Regions from separate parts of the Drosophila melanogaster genome. Here region 2 is linked to region 1. A link is a contact called in public HiChIP or PLAC-seq data. All regions are on one chromosome and are shown on one strand. The core of a region is the stretch at or near the end of the contact, and the rest is flanking DNA. Distances in the headings are between cores, read along the strand shown.

Region 1 (3,836 bases), core at 495-2,994:
ATGTGGGTGCGAATGGGAGTGGAAATCGAGATGCGTGGTGGCTCGTTGGGCTAATTCCGCGGGAACCGCAATTAGTCAGTCATATGTATACAAATTTATGAGGCCCCAGCTACGTGCCCCATTCGCGTTCTTTTGCCAGCGACCGTATGCGGGCACCATTTTCTACCCGACTCCAATAATTAAGTGCAATAAAAGGCAATTAAAAGTCAGCTTAATTAACCCAAACAACAAATAATATGCAAAATAAGCCGGCTTAGCGTTAAATAATCATGCTGGAAATTGAATAACTTTTGGGCGTAGCGCAGAGTCCTTGGAATTGTGTCGAAAGTTGTATATATTTAATAATGAAACATTTCTGGGAAATGTGTGAAAATGGAACTTTGCTGCGTATTGTTAAATATTTTTTCTTTATATGTGGTCGAGATTTCATTCTTGATGCACTTGTGTTTATTTGTAATCTAATATAGGAAAGTAAGTAATCTTAAATGCTGATTTTTGTTAAAATCGTTGCTTCATTGATATTTCAATAAACATACAAAACCAATAAGATAGTATTCGACTTTTGTAAAGGATCAGAATGCAGGTTGTTTATAAGAGCATACACAACCACAAATCGATCGAAAAACTTTCAATCGTCAGCAGGCGTGGACCTCCTGCGGTTTTGTGGACAAACATTACAAAGGTATTACATGCTCCAGTGGAAAAAAAAAGAATGAAAACAAAAAACGAAAAACAGTTGTCCAGGGTCAGTTGCAAATGGATTTTTAAACGGTCGGACAACCGCAAAGAGATGCCTTGAGTAAAGAAACTGGTCGAGGAGGCAAGACAGCGTGAAATTATAAGTAAGTTTTCTAGCACGCACATGATATTCGAATACTGAAAGGTAGACCGATCACGCATAACGGATCTTTTAATTAGGGCCATAAACGCGGGCCAGGGAATCAATCAAAGCGCATCGACCAACGATCCAAATCGATTGCCAAACAGTCGCGAAAGATCAACAAACCTGATTCTCAACCACCCTTGGTCTCTCCTCCTGACGACTTTTCGTTTTTCTACCCATCGTGCGGATTGCGTTTCAGTTGGCCATAAAGGCAGGGAATCGATCCGCCGATCGGTTCGCTAATTATGCGAAATTATTGATTATTGCGGGCTTTTCACTAAACCGCCAAATTGCGTGTACGTGCGTCGGCCCGACGACCTTGACAGTTAACTCGATCGCATTTACCTGAAAACCTGGTCAAAACTAAAGGCGTTGGGAAGAAGGAACACGACCTGTATATCTAGACAAAATTAAACCATCAAATTGATCGCATTGCTTTCAAGCCTTGGCAGTTATTGCATAGTTCTCAATAAAATAGGGTACAATATTATAACAGCAATATATTTCGTATATTGTGGCACTTAATTTGATAGAGTTAATTAGGAAGCAATATAATTATATAAAGGTTTTAAATAGGATAACCTTATTAACCAATTCGTTTTGAGCAAACCAGTAAAGCACAAGTAAACTTATGCCCGCACAACAATTATAATGTAAGAAGACGTCAAACCTGTTGAAAAATGCTGAAATTCCAGTGCGATAATAACATAGCCCTCGAGCTAAATTCAAATTACGCGCCCTGCCCGCTGGCGCCCCCTACCGCCTGCGGTGCTAAGCTACGACGCCCATTTCAACCGCCCGGGGGCGCTAGTCGGCATGCAACCCTGCGCGTCAACAGCTGACCGGCCTATACCCATCTCGCTCGCTCTCTTTCCTTCCACGCCGTCAGCCGCAAAAAACAGCGGACGCTTAAATTTTCGTAAATATTTGTAAATAACAGGGGCTTAAGTTCATTTGGCAATAACTAACCTTAACTCCCATCCACAGCTGGAGCTGAGTTCAGTGGACAGCATCCACGCGTTTAGTGAGCTAGGTGAGCTAGCAGCCGGCAATGTGAGGTTATGTCCGGCAGCATATAAAAATAGTTGACATCTAAATGCATATACATATATGTATTTACATACCTGATTAATCGGATATATGTAACTAACGACTTGCCATATCACCGCAGATCAACGAAGATGCCGCCCAAGAAGCACGACGAACCGGAGCGCAAGCCGCTGATCGGCAGAATTGGAACGAATCTGAGAATCGGTATCGTTGGCGTTCCCAACGTGGGCAAGTCCACTTTTTTCAACGTTCTGACCCAAAGTGCCGCCCCCGCGGAGAACTTCCCCTTCTGCACCATCAAGCCGAATGAGAATAAGTATTCCCCAACACACACATATATATATATTTATATATATATATATCTTTACATACATATATCTGGCCAATTACCAGGCGAACCTGCGGGCGGTGGCAATTTCCTCGATCATTGTAATCATCTCGTGGAATATAATTTTTATGCCGGCGATGCAGCAATGGCCTCCAGGAGCAACCGCCGCCGCTTCTAATTCCAAATTGCTCTCTCGACTGGACCTTCTAAAATAGCCACAGTGCAGCCTCGATAGGTAACACAAATCTCTGAGATTCGCAGCTAAGTGGGGGATTCAATGTGTCAGGAACTTAGATCTAAACACTATGCTATGGCTAGTATACCTTCTGGTTATTAACCATTTTATCATAGAAATAGTCTTCAATTGTAGATAATTCCAAATGTTAAAGCACGAAAACTTCAATTTTAGCAAACTTCAAGCTATAAGCATTTGATCTTATAGATTATCCTTACTATGTATCTCATACAGAGTGTTCTCATGTTTCCATTCCTTTTGGACTACAGAAGTAACAGATAGTTTCGCACACTTAACTCTATAAATTAGTTAAGAAACCATATTTGTATTCATTTAAGGCACCTTTAAAAGTTGAGCTAACCATGCTTCACTGTCCTTCGCGTTGTGGGCGTGTCGCGGCCTTAGCAATTTTATCAGATCCAGTTCCCAATATGCAAATTGCCCCCGCCTTCGGTTCGTTTCGGTTTCATTTTCCTGCGCTTTTTATTTGTGAGCGACTTCATTTTGGTTTCGCTGCCCCTTTGCGGATGGCGCAAAATTATAGAAAATTGCCATGATTGGCCGCCGATGCTGCCGGGCTACCAAGCCAGTCAGTCAGTCAATCGTTTTTGTTTTTTCATATTCTTGTATTTTTGGATTTCTGCATTTCTGCGTCCAGCCAAGTCATCCCGACTAACATGCGTCTTACCTCTTCTTTTCATCTGCTCCTGCTGATGCTGCCGCCGATGGCTTTTGCCTTACCCACACGTCGTGTTCCGGTGCCCGATGAGCGTTTCGATTACCTGGTGGAGTACCACAAGCCGGCCAGGTGAGTTGGAGCATACAAATCCATTGCATTTTAGTTTTCCATTGCTTGTAACAAAAAAAAACATATACCTGCATCACGAAACGCATTTAAAACGCGTAACAAGTTTCGGGACTTGCTATTTTCGTTATTTGCTTGCCATTTGCTTGTTAAGTTTAATAGAAAAGTTCTGCACAATCGAAAGTAATAAGTATTTAAAAAAAAAAAACTAGTGTGGTTCCTGCCTATTTGAACGTCGTGGACATTGCTGGCTTGGTGAAGGGAGCCGCCGAGGGTCAGGGACTTGGCAACGACTTCCTCTCGCACATCAGCGCCTGCGATGCCATTTTCCACTTGTGCCGCGCCTTCGAGGATCCGGATGTGACCCACGTGGAGGGCGAGGTGGATCCGGTGCGCGATCTGGAGATCATCTCCGAGGAGCTGCGCCTCAAGGACGAGGAGAATCTGCTCAAGAACTTGGACAAACTGGAGAAGGTGGTGGCCCGCGGCGGCGACAAGAAGCTCAAGCCCGAATACGATTCGATGCTTAAGATTA
Region 2 (4,070 bases), core at 608-3,107, 480 kb after region 1:
AAGCTCTTTCTAGCTTGAAAATTTACATTTCTATAAATCAGTCCGTCATTATTTTAGCTGTGTTGCCTATTTTCCCAAAATTAATGGAAAACGCCCTTTGTACACATCCCATTGCAGCCAAATAACTTTCTCCGATTTTCTGTCCAAACACAATTAGTTTTATGCCATAAAACTAGTAATAATAGTTCAAATATGGAATGTGATGTCTCGTTGAGCTGGTAATTTAATTTCCAATCGAACTGTATTTACAAATGAAAATTCTATTTTTTGGCAATTTTTTGCAAATTTTGATGATGTTACCCCTTACAAAAAATGCGAAAATTTACCCAAAAATTAATTTTCCTAAATCCTCCAGAAAGTGATAGGGTTCGTTAGTATGGGTAATTAGCTGCTCAAAACAGTTATTCTTACATCTATATGAGCATTTTTAGCCAAGTTATGACGAAAATTCCAATTGTAAATATCAACTTTTTGGCAAAACCCGTTTTTCCGAATTTCGGTCATCAAATAATCAGTTTTTTTGCCACAACTTTAAAAATAATTGTCTGATTATGGAATGTCATACCTCGTTGAGCTCGTAATCAAATTTCCAATCGAACTGTATTTACAAATGAAAATTCTATTTTTTGGCAATTTTTTGCAAATTTTGATGATGTTACCCCTTACAAAAAATGCGAAAATTGACCCAAAAATTAATTTTCCAAAATCCTCCAAAAAGTGATAGGGTTCGTTAGCATTGGTAATTAGCTGCTCAAAACAGTTATTCTTACATCTATATGAGCATTTTTAGCCAAGTTATGACGAAAATTCCGTTTGTCAATATCAACTTTTTGGCTAAATCCGTTTTTCCGAATTTCGGTCATCAAATAATCCGTTTTTTAGCCACAACTTCAAAAATAATTGTCTGAATATGAAATGTCATACCTCGTTGAGCTCGTAATTAAATTTCCAATCGAACTGTATTCACAGATGGAAATTCTATTTTTTGGCCATTTTTTGCAAATTTTGATGATGTTACCCCTTACAAAAATTGTGAAAATTGTCCCAAAATTTAATTTCCCAAAATCCGTCAAAAAGTGATGGGGATGTTTAGCTTTGGTAATAAGCTTCTCAAAACTGTTATTCTTTCATCTTTATGATTATTTTTAGCGAAGTTATGTATTAAATGTCCATCAAAAATCGAACTGTGATGAAACCTATCTTTTTTGGGTAATTAATGAAAAACACTTCGTAAATAGCGAAATTGCAGCGTATTTAACAGCATTGGTATATTTCGCTAGGCAATTTATTAAAAAAATAAGCTTTTCGAAGCTCCATCGTTCGTGAAAGCTTTATGGATGCTAATAAAAACGAAAAAGACACGATCAGCGATTAATAGAATACCAAAGTGCAATTATCATTTTTTATATGTGTTGCCATTATTTAAAAAAGTATCTTTACATATGGAATGCACCTTTTTTCATGCGTTCACAGATCATTTGTTTGTCGGAAAATCATACACTTTTTGGAATAGTCAATATAATTTTTATCGATAAGAAACCTTAAATAAGGCCAAAATAAATATTATTAGTGCAAAGGGTATAAATACTTCAGATTGCATTCCTATTTTTATGTTTATGTATGTTTGTTCTCAGGTTTATCTGCACTTCCATATCTTCTTATTTGTGTGCGTTATTTTAGGGGGCACGTTGGCTAGACTCAAAGTTAGATAATGACCGTATCAGCGGAGATAAGCCCCGAAAATTTGTACCGTAAATTGTTAATTCGGGCAAAAGGCCGAAATTGTAAAGTCCGAAAATGGAATACTAAACCGTGTCATTTGGAAACTCAAATATCACCTATCAGCGAATAGGACGAATATCACGAACTATTTGGATGTCAGTATTTTCGCACACGCACTCGCCGACTCACGCGATAAGGTTAAATATAGTACGGTACTGAGTGCACACATCCTTACATAAACAATTGGCCACACAGAGAAAAAACTCACATATAATTGGCAAACAAAACTATGTTTCTTGGGACAAATTCTAATGATCGCTGTATCCGAAATTTACCTGAAATTTGTTGTTTTGCATCAAGAATTACAGTTCTTTTGAAAAATTTCTTATGAATTATGTCCGCAAAATGTATTAGAAGTTTTTTTTTAGTGTATGCTCATCTTAGCATGCATATCAACGAACTCTCTGAGAACTGTGTTCAATTATTTTGCAGCGGCGAACGAATGCAATTATTTCCCCCCACACCCTTTTATTCATCCGCCGTATTTTTCACTCTCTTCGCCTTCATTTCAATCGGTTTGTTGAACTTTGTCTATGGAACAGGCGAAAGAAAAATCATCCGACTATTCCCGAATTTTCCAAATCAAAAACTCAAATCTGAAGCCGCTCTTATCGCACCTTTTTTTTCGTTCCACGCTTCAATCGGTGACCTTGAACAATGTTGATAAACATAAAAACAGAGACCCCAACTGCCGAATAAAGTAGAAACAGAACCAAACAAAGTCTGAGTTTGGAATCAAAAAAAAAAAAAAAAACAAAAACACAGAGCATATGGTACATGTATATTGGTTAGTGCTTGTGTATTTGTGTAGAACTCGTTTTTTAAATGCGTCGTGCGTTTATTTGCTCTTCTCTTATACAAATATATAAAAAAAATTCATAAAATGTATAAACTGTAGTCTTTAGCTCTAAATACAAATTAAATACGTACAAAATGCTTAGCTTAATTATATCGAAAAAAACACTGCTTAAATGGGCAACAAAAAAATGAATGGAACATGTGCTTAGTTTAGGTTAAATAATAACAACACAGAAAAAAATTGGGCTGCGTTTGGACCTGATATTAAATTATCAAATGCCTGCTTATACATAGTTACTTTCTGGCCTGCTTTTAGTAGACCAATGGTGCATTTAAATGACTTTAAAATAATGTCTGACCGGTTATTCACATTCAACTGAATATTATTATATCGTTTTATGTGTAACCTTTAAATTCAGATCCTTTTGAATAGAAAAATATGAGTAGCAGCACAGAAAAAATGGTTTGATAAAGGAAACATGTGTTTGTCTCTTGAATTCAAAACTGTGTTCGGTGATTTTTATGATTATTTCCCGTTTCAATTGGCTCTCCAAGTGCGTCCTCTATTGAAGTGGCTGATTACAGGTGATGGCTGATTGTGTGGATTGATGGGTCACCTCCATGGTTTTGGGGCTACTCCCTGTCGGCGGGGTTTATTGGCTCCTTGCCGGAGTTCTTGCACTGCAAACAATAGCGATAGGATACCGGCTCCGGTGGCTTGTTAACCCCTATGTTGACCTGGGTGGCCGCTGCTGCCGCTCCGCCGACGGAATCGAATGGATTCGGCTTACTGTCCACGGGACTGATGGGGAAGTGCTGCCAGTGGGGGCAGGGCATCTGCTTGGGCGGATGGATGGGGAACGGCATTTTCGCACTTCTTTTTCTTGCACTGGTTGTGGTTTATAGTTGGCCAAAGAAGCTATATTTTGTATATGTAGCCTCGATCCGCTTAAGTCTGTATCTATATCTGTAGTTGTATCTGTATTTGTATCTCTATCTGCAACTGCAACTGGAGCGACTGCCGCTCTGTTCGGAGTCTCGATGCGAACTGTGCGGATTGCTAGAAGCGACGCCGCAACGTCAACGACCAAAACAAAAAACAAAAACAAGCCAAGCACAAAGAGTAGAACCTTCTCAGACGAGTGAGGCGACCAGCAAATACCCTGCAATAGAAAAGTATATCAGTATCGAGTGGATGATGGATAACAATTAAATTCTATTTGTAATTTTGTAAGTTTAGTTGATATATAAATGTTTTCATTACTTTAACCTATTTATTATAGCACGGGTAGTAGCAAGAATTTAAGTCGCATTTTTAACCGCAACTCCGAAAACATCTGGCGCTATCCATTTTATTTTTAGAATAATACATTTAAAATTGTTTGAACTTTTTAGGATGGTAAATATTGGCTTATAAACCTTTACCCGACCACTTGTGTGACTTTTTCAAAAACCTAGGGTATGCCAACAACTTGGAGCTACAACAACCA

What was found. HiChIP or PLAC-seq counts read pairs in DNA pulled down with a chosen protein or histone mark.
Region 2: a contact with region 1 is called in an H3K27ac HiChIP or PLAC-seq map of the Kc167 cell line, with 6 times the contacts expected there. The contact joins the promoter of Hk here to the promoter of CG1354 in region 1. A contact is called at or near these places in 1 of 107 Hi-C or Micro-C datasets (embryonic mesoderm) and 1 of 6 datasets of contacts at active chromatin or transcription factors (the Kc167 cell line).

What each region holds. Positions count from the first base shown.
Region 1 is chrX:9,776,998-9,780,833 of dm6, forward strand. It overlaps CG1354, which reads left to right and starts at 1,745. Exons shown (of 6, transcript NM_167202.4): 1 at 1,745-1,812; 2 at 1,871-1,916; 3 at 2,055-2,245; 4 at 3,244-3,304; 5 at 3,514-3,836. The coding sequence starts at 2,065.
Region 2 is chrX:10,261,628-10,265,697 of dm6, forward strand. Hk (Hyperkinetic) reads right to left here and starts at 1,858. Exons shown (of 12, transcript NM_167222.3): 1 at 1,839-1,858. CG12643 reads right to left here and starts at 3,636. Exons shown (of 1, transcript NM_144290.2): 1 at 2,606-3,636. The coding sequence starts at 3,447. The coding sequence ends at 3,214. It also overlaps asRNA:CR43959.